Linked DNA regions of Arachis hypogaea: region 2 is linked to region 1. A link is a contact called in public Hi-C data. All regions are on one chromosome and are shown on one strand. Each heading gives the region's core, a stretch centred on a gene start, on an enhancer-like site or on the middle of the called end of the contact. The rest is flanking DNA. Distances are from core to core; before and after follow the strand shown. Region 1 has its middle 49 kb from the start of LOC112726559. Region 2 holds the start of LOC140176585 (serine/threonine-protein phosphatase 7 long form homolog).

The links. A called contact is a pair of places that touch in the nucleus more often than the background predicts.
Region 2: a Hi-C map of an unstated tissue shows a contact between it and region 1, with 4 times the contacts expected there. The contact joins the promoter of LOC140176585 here to the enhancer-like site in region 1. A contact is called at or near these places in 4 of 8 Hi-C or Micro-C datasets (leaf and an unstated tissue).

What each region holds. Positions count from the first base shown.
Region 1 is chr12:5,615,153-5,617,852 of arahy.Tifrunner.gnm2.J5K5, reverse strand. No RefSeq gene overlaps it. Among protein-coding and RNA genes, the nearest start is that of LOC112726559, 49 kb to the left of the region's middle. Within about 2 kb of position 1,387, at least 3 of the 3 cell types and tissues checked have open chromatin away from gene starts, as enhancers often do.
Region 2 is chr12:5,675,645-5,678,344 of arahy.Tifrunner.gnm2.J5K5, reverse strand. LOC140176585 (serine/threonine-protein phosphatase 7 long form homolog) reads right to left here and starts at 1,259. Exons shown (of 4, transcript XM_072208110.1): 1 at 1,197-1,259; 2 at 592-1,004; 3 at 387-474; 4 at 1-289. The coding sequence starts at 1,259.

The DNA.
Region 1 (2,700 bases), core at 138-2,637:
TAAAAGTGAGAAAAGATTTCATGTGTCACATTTTGTAATATCACAAATATGTGCAAATATAATTAAGCTTTGATGTCAATGCCAATAGGTGTACACAAATGTGTCCAGTGAAGTGTTCATTGCTTAATTTCTAATTGAGTTACGCAATTTGGTGTTTGAATGAAGCTGGGAATTAATTAGTATAAGTAAACAAAATCTTGATGATGAGAGTTTAGAAGGAAAAAGAAGGTGATATCACAACTCATACATACATGATACATGGATATTAAAATTAAATTTGACGTTTTTTTAAATTAAACTTATATTTAATTTTTTTTATTCAATCATGTTAGATATACACCAAAATCAATCGTTAAAATTAGTCACTAATATAAAATATATATTAAAATACTAAATATATATTTTTAAAATATATCTATATAGAAATACATAATGACTAATTTTATGTACAAATAATATTTTTGTTTTTTTATTAGTTAGTTGAAACTAAAATTCTAAAATCATCATACACGCAAGATGGGAATTAACATCTCATGAATGATTTCTTGATTATTGGATGACTTAACATCTTTCTTGATTGAGATATTCAATTTATTTATTTTCTGTGTGCAACTTTTTTCTCTTTTATTTTTTGGTATTACTCAAGGGATTTATTGTCGGCAGAAATTTCATCATACAAAAAACTTTTCAAAGGTAATAGATACTGGCCGAGAAACTATTTTCGTCGGAAATAGATTATTTAAATTTTTTTTAATTAATCTTGTAAAATGTTATCTCTCACTATTTAAAACTTAACTAGGATCAAATAAAAACTTGTAAAAAAAATTTTTTTATATAAAAAATATTATTATATTATTTTTAATTATAAAAAGTTATGTGTTTTAATTTAGTACGAAAATAATTATAAATTAGAGAATTTCATTTGTACATTTAAAAAAAATTAATACTAAAACACAAATTGGAGGACTGATTTTGTGTTTTAAAAATTTTAAAAAATTAAAATTCACGAAGAATATGTTTTGTGTTACTTCACAAATCGAATGATAGATTTTGTGTTTTAAACAAAAAATAAATTTCTCAAATCGAATGGTTAAATTTGTAATCTCTATATAAAAAACACACCAAATTTTACATATTATTAAATATTATTATAAACTCAATATCAAAATTAAAAACCGTGAAAAAAAAGGGTCTTATATGATGTAAAATCACTTTACAAAATCAACAAAATCAATTGAGAGTGAAAAAAAATTAAAAATTCTATTTTTCTTTCGATAAACATCCCTAGTTTTTCTTTTTTTTTTTTTGTCTTAGGTATAGGCTTGAGGAACCAGCCCATCCCAGAGCCCGACCGGACCCGATATTCTGCTCCATTCACAGTTTTAATTTTACACCGAAACTAGAGTAGCATGCAATTGTGAACATAGAAACTTTGATTAGTTGGGTTGGGCTATTGATATAAAGACTGGACCAACCAAGTTGAGCTATGATTCAGTGATATAATCAGCACCAATTTTTTTTAAATTCCAAAATAAAAAAATAATCTAGTTAATTGTAACTCCATGAAAACCTCAAAAAAAAAAAAAAAAAAAAAGAATTTATCATCAACGAGTATAACTTAGTGGTTAGCTATTCTATCTTGTGTATGTAGATTATTAGTAAGTGACAAATTTTTAAGTAAAATTTAAATTTATGATGAATTAGTGTTTAATTTATTAAAATAAAAAATATCGTAAAAAATAAAAAAATAAATCATTTTTTTATTTAATTACTAGTCTCCATCCGTTTTGTAGGTTTTATATTATTTGTTGCGGATGGACTAAATATTACTTGAGATTTTAATATTTTTAGAAAGGTAAGTACTTGAAAATTTTAAAATTAGACACTTTAGTTTTTCAAATTTTAAAATATATAAAATAATCTTCAATGTTTATGTCTGTTAGATAATATAGTTTATTTCTATTAAATGACTGTTGACGTAAAACGTTAACTTACACACATAATTGTTAAGTTTTTATATATTTGAACTAGACAATTCAGTTATTAGAGTGAAGTAAAAAATAATGCTAGAAGAGTTTAAAAAATCTTGAAACAGTCCTTAAAAAATTTTAAAAATTTCAAAACAGTCATTTTAAATATTTTTTATTTTTTCAAAATAAACTTAAAAAATATTCTTAAGTTAAAAAATTTATTTTTTTGGTATAATTGCTAATTTTAGTAGCACAAATAGTTTTAACTGCAACTTTATTTTGTGTAACATTACAATCAGTGAATTCTAAATCTTTCTAAGAAATATTAGATGTAGTCACCGTTAATGACTAACAAAAAAATTATATTATCTAATAAAAATAAATGTTAAAATTTATTTTATGTATTTTAAATTTTGTAAGATTGAAATGTCTAATTTTAAAAATTTTAATGACTGATTTGGATAATTAGTGTTAATTAAATACTATTTTTGTTCCGTTGTAATTGAATGAATATATAGCTTTTTCTTTTTTTTTTAAATAATATTTTTGGTCTTGGAAGAGTAAAATTGTCTTTATAAGCTGAGAAGCATTGTTTTAACCCAACTTTGATTTAATTTATTTTTTATTTCCTTTTTTTTTATTTTTTTAAAAGGGAGGGTAGTTGGAGTGCAAAACAAAATTGTCCACTAGTGAGTTGGGTGACATATGATTGTAATTTCATAACCTCGTC
Region 2 (2,700 bases), core at 10-2,509, 61 kb before region 1:
TCTCCTGACGAGAGTCCCAGTAGAGATGCCACTTCTGCAAATAAGACGGGAACCATCGATCGCCCCCTCTCCCATCCTTGGACATCAGAAAGTCGATGTTCAGGGCGGGAAGCGGAGGGGGCTGTACCCCTCCAAACTGCGGAAGAACACGATCTATCTGATGCCACTCTATGACAGCAAAGTAGATCAGCGCGGTCACAGAGTGCCACAACGCCATATGCCGAGGCTCCAAAACCTCTGGATGCAGTACCTGAAGTACGTCGGGGCTACTGTACGGCATCCATATAAACTGTACAACACAAGGAACTCACCCTTGTCAGGGCAACTGTTGGACCCAACTCGAAAAGTTTGATTATAAAAGGACACTTGTTAACTAGCATACTCACCTCCCTGTCCTGTAACCGGTCTATCCTGAGCCTCCACATCGCCACTCTAGGACCCTTCTTGCTCCCGGAAGGGTTGTAACCTGACCATCTGCACCATACACATGTGTTACAACTACTGAAATATGTGTTTAGAGTATGCAATAGACTATTAATGAATATGCAGTTATGTATGTAAAATTGAAATAGAGAAGGCCGCTTCTAGTACCTCGAGGCCAACGGCCAGCTGAACGTCTCATATCCTGCAGGCCTAAACCGAGGAAAGCGCCAAAAGATCCAAGACTGAAGTAGCTGAAGCGGGCCCGCTAACTTGACGACATGTCTGTTCGCCACTCGGCACATGCACCGGTACAACCAAGCCAGTGCTGCAGAACCCCAGCTGTAGGTACCCAGCTCCTCCAGCCTCACTACATACGGAAGCCATCTGATGTGAATCCGGTTCCCGGACTTGTCCGCAAACAGCTGCGTGCCCAACAACATCATGATGTACGCACGGGCATATCGGCGCACAGTGTCCTCATCTGCATCCTCAGGGCACTCACCAAAAGTCTCCTGAAACCAGCTGCAGTTCACTGCGTACTTCTGAACCTGACTAGGAGGAGGTATAACTCCGAGCAACTCCTAGAACCAGACCCAAGCTGGATGGCCACCCTCGATGTATATATGAAACTCTGACAGGCACCCGCTCACGTAACGGCCGTCCACTAGCAAACCCAGCTGGTATGCCACGTCCTGGAGTGTGATCGTGCACTCTCCGAACGGCATATGAAACGTGTGCGTCTCGGGACGCCATCGCTCCACGAATGCACTGACAAGGGCCTCGTCTAGCCGGAACCATCGGTCGTTCAACCTTGCAAGATGGTATAGACCTGCCATCTGCAAGTACGAAACGTATCTGTCATCAAGTCGCATGCCCTGCTGCCGCCGCATGCTCCTAATGCATCGCTGGGGCTGCGCATGAAATGAACCGCATAGTTAGAACCAGCTTAAAAACCAACCACAACCGTAAGCAACACGATAAATCATCAACAAACCATTCTGCTAAATAAAACCGCATAACATTACAGGAAAGATAAGCAACTGGAAAACAAACCCATAGACCGCACAACTAAACCGCTAACATAAACCAGCTTAACGAGATCCACTAACAAGAAATAGCTTAACTAAACCGGTTTACATAAAACAGATAGCGTAAAACAACTACCATCAAACAAGTCAAACAAATCACCAACATAAAACCACTAACGAAAACCACCTAGCCTAAACCACTCACATAAACCGCTTGCATGAACCACTCACAAAAACCGGTAACATCAACCACCAACATAAACCACTAACATAAACCAGTAACTTAAACCACTAACATAAACCACTACCCTAAACCACCAACCTAAACCACTAACATAAACCACTAACTTAAACCGCTAACTTAAACCACTAACATAAACCACCAACAAAATCCCCTCACATAAACCACCTACATAAACCACTAACATAAACCACCATCTAACCCACATGCAAAACCACTAAGTCACAAATACCGCTAGAATCAAAAATATTTCCGTACTAACCTCGTCGTTGATGACCCCGGCTATATGAGCGACTCCGTCCAAGCGATATAACGGTGCCGGATCGTCCCCCATCAGCAGAGTATTCCGTTCAGGTCTTCCTCGAAGAGAATTTGGGTCGTTTTCTCTGAGATTTGGTGGGGTAGGGGGAAGGAATAATAGTTCGAATGAGGGTGATTCGAACTCCTTATATAGCCGAATCACCCCTAATTCGAACCAGCTTGGTTCAATTTATGAAGGAGCACGCCAAGGGTAATTCGAACCAGCTTGGTTCGAATTACATACGTTGCACACTTGCTTATAGTTTGAACTAGGTTAGTTCGAATTACCTGGGGTTGGAGTTCGAACCACATTGGTTCGAATTACATTCAAAGTTCCTCTCCAGCTAATTCGAACCACCCTGGTTCGATTTACTAACGTTTGTAGTTCGAACCACCCTGGTTCGAATTACATAAAGATAGCGTTTGGCTTATTGCTGAAATGATTTTCAGTTTGGCGTATTTACGTTACACACTTCTTGCCTTGGCTTATTAGGGTTTTTTACCCTATTTTTTATAAAAAAATATTTAAAATATATATACAATGTAATTACTAAAGCATGATTATCAAAGTTATTATTAATATTTATATAATAATATATATGATATTAAATATATTAATATTCTAATATTATTAAAGAAACAAACAAATTTTTTAAAAATAAATATAAAGATGAGTATATAGAAACAAATTTGAAAAGTATAAAAATT